Regions from separate parts of the Mus musculus genome. Here all the other regions are linked to region 3. The links are chromatin contacts, called in public Hi-C and promoter capture Hi-C maps. All regions are on one chromosome and are shown on one strand. Each heading gives the region's core, a stretch centred on a gene start, on an enhancer-like site or on the middle of the called end of the contact. The rest is flanking DNA. Distances are from core to core; before and after follow the strand shown. Region 1 holds the start of Cysltr2 (cysteinyl leukotriene receptor 2). Region 2 holds the start of Fndc3a (fibronectin type III domain containing 3A). Region 3 holds the start of Nudt18 (nudix (nucleoside diphosphate linked moiety X)-type motif 18). Region 4 holds the start of Med4 (mediator complex subunit 4).

Region 1 (2,700 bases), core at 112-2,611, 2.5 Mb before region 3:
GATCTTTCACTTCCTTAGTTAGAGTCACACCAAGGTATTTTATGTTATTTGTGACTATTGTGAAGGGTGTTGTTTCCCTAATTTCTTTCTCAGCCTGTTTATCCTTTTTGTAGAGAAAGGCCATTGATTGGAAAAAAAGAAACCCAAACAACTAGACTGTTATAATTGCTAAGTAGTGTGTTGTTTTGCAATTATGAAGTTTGAGAATTTTAGGTTAATTGTTCTGTTTCAAAATCATATTGAGTATTTGGGGTCATTTTGATGCAGTATAGATTTTAAAATGGATTTCGCTGAGGATAAGTTATACATAGGCAAGAGAAGAAGAAACAAAGACGGCAGAAATCTTTAGGAAAAACTTGCACCTGGAAAAATTAATAGGAAATGAGCAATCTGAAAAGGGGGTGTAATAGGTATTAGTCTGTTGCTATAGTAAAATATCAGGAACAATGGCAACACAAGGAAAGAATTTATTGGGATTTAAATTTCAGACAGTCCATATGACCTGGGAGGCATGGTGGTGAGTGCCCAGGGAAGGAAGCTGAGAGATCACATCTGTATCTGCAAATGTGAACCAGAGAGAGCAGTATGAGAACTGGACTGAGGGGATAAATGCTCACAGGCCACTTCCGGTGGTGCCACATCCCCTCCTGTGAGGCTGCACCACCTCCCTGAATAACACCACTGACTGGAGACCCAGCGTTCAAGCACCTGAACCCGTGGGAGAGATTTGTCACTCAGTCTCAGGAGGCAAAGGAGAACGAACCATTCTGAAAGTTGGAAAAAAGAGCGAGGCAGATTGAGAACAAGTCTCCACAATTAGCTATTCAAACAAGAGAGAAAGGAAGAGGAAAACGGAGAAAGAACACATTACATGAACCTTGAGACCATCGGTGACCTTTGCAGAGACTTTTCAGTGGAGTAAGTGAGAATGTGAGAGCATCAGAGAGTGGTGAGAGTGCTCTAAAGCAGGCTACAGAGCGCTGCACTGATGGGTTGGGCATGGGAACAGAAGCCCTTTTGGAGAAATAACAGCCACTTAACCTCCCCCTCCCCCCAGCTCCCTGCCCATCACATCCTGCAAAAGATCCCGATGGAAAGGGGGGGGGGGGGAAGGAAAGAAAGAAAAGAAAGAAAAGAAAAACCCCAGCAAAAACCAATCATTAGCGGCAGGGCAATTCTAGGGTGACTTGAAAGAGGTTGACAGTCACAAACTGGAAATTCTCTGACTTCTGAAGAAAGAACTCAAGCACCCACACCCATGACAGTGCCACAAAGCTGAGGTCCTGCTGACCCAAGTGACTTCTCGCCTTGCTATTGGCTGACACTGTTCATAAAACAGTGTTTGTTTCACTTTTGTTTTAAATAAACAAGCTGCATTCTATGGGGCGAGAAGCCTGGAGTCAGAGCAGACGCCAGGGCGACCGAAGGCAGAGGCACAGGTAGGTTTCCCTTTGTGTTCATTTGTTACTGAGAACTGTGCTTTGAGGATGAGTACAGGAATGGCATGTGGAAAGTAAGCTTAATTTGTTCAACTATCAGTGTTTGTTCTACCATCTTATGTGGTAAACTGGAAAAAGTACAAAAATATTGTAGACTGTAGAAAATACCACCACAAGGCTTGATTGTCAGTTGGGGTATTTCCTTCCTTTTTGAGGTGCATATAATTTTTAGCTTTCTCTCATAGTTGTATATATAAAATAAGAGCAGATATTATTTTTTTCCTTTAAAGCGTGCACTTTATCCACACTACCACGAATTCTATAAAATTGTAATTGTAAATTGCTATATGAGGCACTTCTTTTAGCATATAGATTTTACCATTTAGATTCTTTCCTATTTTGCATAGATTCGGTCATTTTATTCTGTAAGACCTTTTTCTACTCCGAAGCTTTGCTTTTGGAAGAGAGAAGAGTCCATCTGAGAAGGCATACTTCAGTGATTTGGTTCAGAGGTACACTGGGGAATTCACATGTGTGGAGGGCTGTGTGCTTGGAACCCATTCATTTGGGAACATCCATTGGCGATTTTTAGCTTGGGCTGCACCTCAGTCAGAAACACTTCATCTTAGGAGATTAGAAAACAACCCCTCAAAAACGGATTTTCTGGTATTGGCCAGTCTTTAATGTGTTTTTGTCTACTATTAATTCCCAGGTGATGTTAATGAATAGTCAGTTAAAAAAGTTAAATAAGCTGTTTGAATACTTTCTAGTCTTTTACATGTACCTGAGAGTAATATGAATGAAGAAATAAGAAGATGCAATCAAAGGCAAGTCTTTTTTTTTAACTCTGTAAATAGCTTATAGAGCTAATTTATGGGGCATATAAGAATTTTAGAAGTCTTTGTCATCTACCTTAACCACTTCAACCCTTGAGATGCGACCATACTCGGAAGCTTCAGTTCACTAATGCTTGAAGTAAGTAGATTTGTTTCCATGGCTTGGGAAGGTAGGAACTAGAGAAGCAGAGACTCTAGAAGGTTCTAAATATGTTACCATTAAGCTCACTGTGTGCTAGTACCTGTCAAGGCTGTCATATTTCTTTGGTTTCACAACCTTGTAAGGTCATTCAAGAGATGTGTGCCAAGTTACAAACATACCACAGGTATAGAAGATGGCTAAGACTGGATCTAATGTCTCACCCTGCTTTTCAAGAGAAATTGTTTTCACTGGATCCTTATCCCTCTAAGGAAAATATGGACTG
Region 2 (2,700 bases), core at 61-2,560, 2.1 Mb before region 3:
CCCAACCCCCAAATATCTCAAGATGCAATTTGATAGAATCACTATCCTACTTGTTGACGGGAAGAAAAATAACCTCTCATTAGCTAGCTGTGGATACAAACATCGGATCAATCATTGCCTGCAGCCATAGCAAAAAGTAGGTGGAGAAGGAAGAAAGCGGGGCTTAAAAAACACCACCACAGGAAAATAGAAATGGTTAAAGTGGATGTACAGGCAGATGAACACAAGCCAAGTGAGGGGTCTTTAAGAAAAGTAAGAACACTGCAAATAAAACAGCACCAAGGTGGGGATTTTATACACTCGCGCACACCTCTGCAATCCCATGGGACTTTGGTACTGTCTGAGTATCTTATTTGATATTCAATGATCCACTAAGAATTTCATTATCCAGTTCTGTTTTGTTTTTTTCTTTTTTAAGAACGTAAGAAATTCGTACATCTTCGAGAGATTTCTGTCAAATGATTAAAAAAAAAAAAAAGATTGCCACCTTAAAACGCAGCGCAACCAATAAACTGAACTACAAGTCAGACGTGGAACCTGGTTTCATCAGTCACCAGTTTTGGCTGGACAGGGGGAGGACTCAGGTTCCCAAAGACGACCCTCTCCCTAAGGCTTCCGGTGAAACTGCAAAAGTAAGCAGTCCGGGCCGGCCCTCAGGCGCTACTGCAGCGTCCCCCCCACCGCCCCCCCATCGCTCGAGGCTTAAGGAAATTGTCGCCGCCTCCGCTTCGCTCTCCGCGGTGGCAGACGTCAAGGTAACGGGTTTCCACTAGATTCGGCTGGTCCGAGTCCAGAACCTTTAAGCTGTGCGTTTCTGAAAGACGTAAATCTGTTTCGTGGGTGCTAGAAAATGCCGGGGCTCTAACCGTCTGGGAGTGGGAAGGTCTGAGCCCACTTCGGGGCGCTTCCCCGTCCGGGGCTTGCCTCTAAAAGCACCTGCCGGCATCCTAAGTTCTGGGGCTTGCCGAGAGGGGCTGACACGGTTCGTCTCTGGGGGCGGTGGGTGGGGGGCGCTTTCTAAACTGCATTCGGAATGGCGTGTGGGGCCCCGGATACGTCAATCATCCGCACAGTTCCCGGGCTCTGGGAGAGCGGCACCGGAGCTCGCATGCCACACACACTTGCGGGCCCGGGAAGCCTCGGCTTGCGGGGCGGCGGGCGAGCGGGTTCGGGTGCGCGCGCTCGAGCTCGTGTGTGTGTGTGTGTGTGTGTGTGCGCGCGCGGGGGCTCCGGGTCCAGGCGGCCGGGGGCGCCGTCGGCGGGGCTCGCGCAGCCGCACTGGGCGCGCCGACTCCGGGCTCCTCCTCCCGGCTCCGTAGTAATCATGGCGGCGGCGGCATTCGCGGTCCCTCGGGTGAAACAGAAAGCGGGAGCTACGCGGAGAGGGAGCGAAGAGCGGGGCTGAGGCGGCGGCGCCGTCACTGCCGGGAAACACCCCTCCCCAACAACCCCCCTCCACAGCAGTCAGCGCAGCGGCGGCCGCGGGAGCCCCGGCCCACCGCCAAGCGAGTGAGAGGACGAGCCGGAGCCTCGCAGGAGAGACGCCCGGGGTGGGGGATCCGCCTTCCTTCGCTTCGGAGCGGCGGGATTCGGAGGTGAGAGCCGGCAGGGGGACGCCGGAGCCCGCGTCGGGGAAACCGTTAGGCTGGGGCTGCGGGCCGCGCCGCCGGAGGGCTGAGCCCGTCGGGGAGGGCGGGCGGACGGGCGACGCCCCCACGCGAGGCCGCGCCGTCCGCGGGGTGACGGACCCGGGACGCGGCGGGGACGTGCGCGACACCTGCCGGGGCTCGGCGACAGCGGAGCGCTGCCTGCGCACCTGAGGGTTAAATCCTCGAAAACACGCCCTTCGGGTCTGCGCCCGCCTGCCTGGCCGCCCGGGCGGCCGCCGCAGCCGGTGCCTGGCGGCTCCTCTTCCCCAGGTAAGGCAACCACCTGTTCGGTCGGTGGCGAGGAGGAAGGGAGGCTGCGGTGCTCGCCCAGCTCGGCAGCCTGCGTGGGTGAACTTTTGACACGACTCTGGGAAAGGGCGGCACGCGCTGGGTGAAGGAAAAGGAGCGAGTAATTTCGACGTCAGATCGCTAGCGCTTGCTGCTTTTACCGTGTGTGATAGGTAATTGTAGTTTTATTAAACTATCACCTTTCATAAAAAGCATTGGGGGGTATTCGTGTGTGTGTGTGTGTGTGTGTGTGTGTGAGAGAGAGAGAGAGAGAGAGAGAGAGAGAGAGAGAGAGAGGGAGGGAGAGAGAGAGAGAGATTGCTGAGGGTGCTAAGGATGGTGAGCTAGAGATTATTTATTTTAGTGAGACTGTAAGTTCCTTTGGGCACCTTCTCGGCTGTCCGTCTACTAACTGACAGTGGCAGGCGGACAAGGCTTTCCCTCTTTTTGTATTATAATCTTGAAGTGCTCACGGGTAGACTTTAAAAAACACCGAGCCACATAATGATGTTGCTGCATCCTATTGTGGTCTGTTTCAGTTCTTGAAACCCAAGTTTGTGCGTGTTGTAAGAAGCAAATAAGCATCGCCTCTCAGCCTCTTGGCTAAGATGAGTTGTAAGAATGAAAGAGCAGTTGAAGCTTTTCTGTAATATTTGAATCACTATGCTTTTGCCAGTATCAGTACGAAACATATGCCAGTCAAAACCGAGCCATATGTCAGACAGAAGCAAATTGAGATTTCTGGCTCATATCCCGTGTTTAG
Region 3 (2,700 bases), core at 55-2,554:
ACCTGTTGGTCGAGCGAGGAACACAAAGCGGATCCAGGAGGCGCCCCTCTCCTCCACGGACAGCAGTGTCACTGGCTCACAGAGCAGCCCTGCCTCCTCCTTCACCTCCCGCTGCATGGCCTCCACGATGGTTTCTCCTGGTTCCATTCTTCCTGCAGGGAGGTACCATGTCCCCCGGCATTCCCTCTTGGCCTCCTGTATCATCAACACCTCATCCTGGGAGGGAGGGAAGTGAGACAATCTTCACTCCTACCCAGCCAGTCTGGGGGCTTCAGAAGAGTAGCCCCTACCTGGATGGCAGCCCAAAGCTCCCTTCTTGGTAGACAGACACCTTTAGGATGCTGGATCCTCAGGAGTCAGGCCCTGATATGGCTGAAAGCAGTGGCTGTCTCCGCTTTGCTGTAACTCAAACCCAGAGGGACTTCTGTTGTAGAAAGGGGCTGAGGACCTTGGGCGTTGCTCTAGGAGGCTTCCTCCTGAAGGTTGCCACCACTCCTATACTGACTCATTTATGCCACTGTCTTGCTCTTGTTCCCATGGGACTTACAAACCGCCTGTGTCAAGTCCTCAATCTAGGGTCTGAGGCTTTGAAACTTAGCTCCACCCCTATACCAACCTACCCCTTCTTGGCCAGGATTTTATAACGCTGACTTGTGCAGAAGTGATCACTAAAAAGAACTCTCACAGGATCGGAGGCCTGCATGTAAGCTCCCCATTACTCTCCCGAGGCGCCGGGAGAGTCTAGACTCCTGGAAAGGAAGGGGGCATATTACAGGCCTCTCCTGGTGGGGGGCGAGGTCTAGTGGATGAGATAAACCGCCCCGGGACCTCGGCTTCTCCTTCCATATTATAGAGTCTACAGAAGGACGATCTCAGCTCAGCTGCTAGTGTTGAGAGTGCTTTGCAACATTGGGAAGCGCCACATACAGGCAGCGGCCGTTGGCTCGCCTGTTCAGATCAGGGCAGGCGGCACGCTCCCGAGACCAGCCGAAGGCCAGCGGCCGGTCGGACGCTCACCTGCTCGTTGAGGAACACGGCCAGCACCACGTAGCAGACATTCTTCCGCAGCCGCACGGGAAACAGCGGCTTCCCAGCCGGCTCCGAGTCACAGCTCTGCACCAGCAACCCCTTTCCCCCCAGCACGGTGGCAAGCGCCCCTGCCAGGCCCTCCGTGGCCATCAAGTCTCCGGGGAGGTGGCAAGCCGGGACCTGCCAGACCCCCGGAGGCAAGCGGCCGGGACCTGAGCTGCGGTGGGCCGCGGCGCCCTCGCCCCCTCCCCTGACTTGAGGGCCAAGACTAACACGGAACCTCCGGGAGAGACCTGGTCGCTGATAGGCTGCGCGTCACTGCGGCCTGCCCGGATTGGCCAGCTCGCAGCGGTTATCGGGAGGGCGGGGCGCCGGGATCCTCCCTCTGCCCCCTCCTCTCCTGGGTTTCAGCCTCACTTCACACTCTCCCTAGCGATTAGCTAATTCACCCAGCACGCACTTGTCCGCGCGGGTTCCGACGGTGATGTCATCCTGCCTGTAGGGTGATGAACACCACTGTGACCAGGGTCGATGGCGTCACTCGTCCGATGACATTACGGAAGCCCAGACTCCGCCGTTCGCTCCCACTGTCCAGCTTTTATCATAAACGAACCACAGAAGTGCTCACGACGAATAGGCCCCAAATAACTTTCTGACTTCGTTAAAATGCTCTGAATGTGGTATGGCTCAGGCACATAACGTTGCGTTAGAAATTCTGATCTGTCTAGGTCGATGGACACAGGGCATTTTAAGAGTCCGAGGCTAAAGGATTGGTTTGGGGGTGGGGTGGGGGATGGGGAACGTGATTGACAAGCCTCAGAGGAGGGATGGGACAGGTGGTCAAGGTGGGACAAGGCTGGGGATGAGAAGAAGCTAAGGGGGGGGGGGATGAATGAAAGGGAGATTGAAGTCAGCACTGTAGCCTGCATCCGATCCTGTGCCCAATGCTTTTCCCAGGCTTCTGAAACAGACTCCATCTTTAGAGGGCAGGGGTGGTGCCCTCCTACCCAGCGTCCAGGGCCTGGTCATGAGGAACAGGGTGTGGGTTGTTTTGGCCAGCTCCTGCTTCTCTCCCAGCCTGACCTTTCTTCCTCTGAGCTTCTTTAACCTCCACTCAGGACAGGAAGGCAGGGCCAGCTGAGAGGAATCCACAAAGCAGGCCAAGTCTGGGCTCCTCACCCCATCCCAGACTTCCCTTTCCTCCCCCACTGCTGGCTCTGTGTACCTCCTTTGGGGGACAGTGGCTTGATGGTACTGACAAAGCTCTGGAGTTTAAAAGCCAGACATCCAGCCTCTGCTGACTGACGTGCTCTGTGCCCTGGGTGGCCTCAATGTCCTCATCTGTACAGTAGGTCTGTAACAGCCCTCCTTTTCCATACTTGTTGAGAAGCCAAGAGAGCTTGGGAGAAGCCATGCACTATCTGAACACCGTCACCAGGCAGCCCACCTGTTCTCCAGGTAGGGTCTCAAAGCCATAGTCCATAGAGCACACCTGCACATACAAGAACACACACACCGTGAAACTGGGGAGTATAGCTCAGCGGTAGAGTATTTACCTAGCATACACAAGGCCCTGAGTTCAATTCCCAGCACCACAAAACCACATCTGTGCTCTGTAGACTTGACTGGCAGGCGATCTCAGCCCTCCGGGACTGGTCTCAGCCTTTCTTC
Region 4 (2,700 bases), core at 158-2,657, 2.9 Mb before region 3:
CCTACTCTCACACAAAATAAATATGAACTTTCAAACATTAACTTATCTCTCTTATTTTTTTTTCAAGAAAGGGTTTATCTGTGCTGGCTGCCCTAGAACTCCCTCTGTAGACCTGGAAGTCAGAGATCCACCTGCCACTCCCCCACAAGTGGTGGGATTGAAGGTGCGAGCCACCACTGCCCGGCATTAATAACTTTTTAATAAAAAACAAACAAACAACAACAAAAAGTTTACCTGGTTTTCCTCTTCCAGCTGTAATAGCTTCTGATTTCTTGAAATTGCAAGCATTTCTATGAGTTCCCTAAAAGAAAAACACCCATCACGGTATGGTGATACTTGCCTGTAAACTCAGTGTTTGGGAGGACTCAGACCAGCCTCAGATATCTAGTGAAACCTTTTCATAACACAGTAGAAACACAAAAGAAACTGTTTAAATTGCTCCCTGCCCCAACCGATTGTTGGGTTTATGGTCCTCCTAACATGCTGGACTCTCATGGTGACTACAAACACTTCAGCATTCGCTGGCTAACTGCACGTGATAAAGACTCAGCTGTGATTTACAAGAAAACCTCCTGACTCAACTATGTAGGTCTGTAGGCCAATAGTGCTGCCATTTGTGTAAATTATGTTTTCTTGTAAGACGGTGGCCATGGCTGCCTTCCCTTGATAAGACTTCAACTGATAGATTTAAGACTATCACGACGATGTGGAGTGTGACATCCAATTTACTCTATCTCGGCCACACACCAGCCAACCCCACTGTGCCCTGCCTGATGTTTCCAGGCTTTTTCAGATGATGGGCTATCTATCAGACGCCTAACAAATCTGATTTGACTAGCAGCCCATTTCTTGGGGACGTGTGCCCTGCTACCACCAGAATAGGAATCCCATCGGTGGACTGCAGGAGGCTGCGGCTCAACCCTTAGAAATCTGGTCCATAGCGTTTTAACACATTTGTCTCTCCTGTCACCCTGGGCTCCTTCGTGTTGGCATCTAGCCTCCCCTTGACTACTGGGGGGAAGCGTGCTTTTAAATGTCTGTTGCGTGTCAATGACTGAGGGGGCTCGGATCTGCCCCTCTTACCGGCTACTAAAGTTTTGACTGCCTTGGTTTCCAGGTCATGTGACTGAGATGTCCCCTTGGCGGGGAAATGCGGCCCAAAGCCCCCGAAGGCCCTAGACCCCACGTCCAACGGAGCCTCCCAAGCCCGCCTACCCAAGTCAGCGCCCACAGCCGAGCCGGCCGGAGCAGGCTCCCGGGCCGCGGTTACCTCGACAAGACCTCCAGATCTTCCAGCGCAGACAGAAGCCGCTCTCGCGTACTGCCAAGGCCGGCCATTCCCGAAACGCCTCCCATCCGCTCCTTTTCCTTCTCACCACTTGAAGAAGCCGCCATCGCCCCGCTGACCACCAGCCGTCGCATGCGCAGTGTGAGCTAGCCACAGGAGGGGCGGAACCGGAAGAAGGAAAGAAGAGTAATAGAGGTCGGGACGGAGAGGTCCGGCTAGAGCGCCGCCTATGTGCCTGGAGGTGCACTACAGTTCTAGCGCCATCTACAGGGCAAAGGAGGGCTTGTGACTCGTTCCAATCTGACATGCTCCAACCGGACCCAGGATGAGAGATGCAGTTCCCAGTCTCCTGGGTTTTATTTCCTCAGCATCAGTGGAAGGCTTCTAACAAAAGATTTTTTTTTTAAACTGGGGAAATTACATAATTATTAACTTCTATTTTGTCTGTATTCCGATAAAATCCCAGCCATCAAGTTTGGTCTCTCGTGAAGTTGTAGTAAACTTAGAGCAGGAAGTAAAATCTTTTCTTCCCTCCCCATTCCGTTGTTTGGTAGCAAAATACATATAATTGGCCTATAGACCAGGCTGGTCTCGAACTCAAGAGATCTGCCTGCATCTCGAGTCCTGGGGTTAAAGGGGTGTACCACCATGCCCCGCTACTAAAATTCAGTATCTTAACCATTGTATGTGTAGGGTTCACTGCCACTAAATTGCTGTTAAGCAAGGCAGTTGTGAGGCATGCCTTTAATCCCAACACTCAAGGAAGCAGAGGCAGGCAGATCTCCTGAGTTAGAGACTAGCCTGGTCACAGAGTGACTTCCAGGACAGCCAGGGTTACACAGAGAAACCTCGTCTCAAAACAAAACAAACAAACAAAAAATTGCGGCTAAATAACATCCCCAAAACTCTTCAACTTGTAAAATGTAAAAAAGGTGTGCTCATGAAGGTCTGACTTCCCGTTCCTGAAAACCACACTGTACTTTCTGTTTGTCTGGCTATTCTATGCATTTTGAATGAGTAGAATCACATGTTCTAGTTTGGGGCTTGGGGGTTTGCTTGTTATTATTTTTTGGTTTTGGGGGATTTGGGCTTTGTTTGGTTGGCTTGCTTTCTTTCTTTCTTTCTTTCTTTCTTTCTTTCTTTCTTTCCTTCTTTTCAGACCGAATCTTGTTGTGTAAACTAGTCCTAAACTAAGAAGGAACTCACTTTCTCATTACAGCCTACTGAATGCTGAGCCCCTATAGCAGGCTGATTCATTTAGCATAATGCTATCATGGTTCATGTACATTGGAATAGGTGCCAGAATACCCCTCCCTTGAAGTCTGAATAATACTTCCTGTATGTGCTAACCGTACCCCCTATCAGATGGCATTTAGCTGGGTTACCTTCTTGGTTTTCGGAACTCATCTTTA

The links. Promoter capture Hi-C pulls out the DNA fragments that hold promoters and counts their contacts. Hi-C and Micro-C count contacts between places; a contact is called where the count stands out from the background.
Region 1: a contact with region 3 is called in a promoter capture Hi-C map of liver, with 4 times the contacts expected there. The contact joins the promoter of Cysltr2 here to the promoter of Nudt18 in region 3. A contact is called at or near these places in 2 of 39 promoter capture datasets (liver and pre-B cells).
Region 2: a contact with region 3 is called in a promoter capture Hi-C map of liver, with 6 times the contacts expected there. The contact joins the promoter of Fndc3a here to the promoter of Nudt18 in region 3. A contact is called at or near these places in 2 of 39 promoter capture datasets (liver and pre-B cells) and 1 of 115 datasets of contacts at active chromatin or transcription factors (large pre-B cells).
Region 4: a contact with region 3 is called in a Hi-C map of B cells, with 7 read pairs. The contact joins the promoter of Med4 here to the promoter of Nudt18 in region 3. A contact is called at or near these places in 1 of 39 promoter capture datasets (pre-B cells), 1 of 484 Hi-C or Micro-C datasets (B cells) and 1 of 115 datasets of contacts at active chromatin or transcription factors (astrocytes).

What each region holds. Positions count from the first base shown.
Region 1 is chr14:73,047,775-73,050,474 of GRCm38.p6, reverse strand. Cysltr2 (cysteinyl leukotriene receptor 2) reads left to right here and starts at 1,361. Exons shown (of 5, transcript NM_001162412.1): 1 at 1,361-1,439; 2 at 1,847-1,951.
Region 2 is chr14:72,708,613-72,711,312 of GRCm38.p6, reverse strand. Fndc3a (fibronectin type III domain containing 3A) reads left to right here and starts at 1,310. Exons shown (of 26, transcript NM_207636.2): 1 at 1,310-1,595.
Region 3 is chr14:70,576,428-70,579,127 of GRCm38.p6, reverse strand. Nudt18 (nudix (nucleoside diphosphate linked moiety X)-type motif 18) reads right to left here and starts at 1,304. Exons shown (of 3, transcript NM_153136.5): 1 at 1,018-1,304; 2 at 3-216. The coding sequence starts at 1,179.
Region 4 is chr14:73,508,756-73,511,455 of GRCm38.p6, reverse strand. Med4 (mediator complex subunit 4) reads right to left here and starts at 1,407. Exons shown (of 7, transcript NM_026119.3): 1 at 1,271-1,407; 2 at 235-301. The coding sequence starts at 1,395.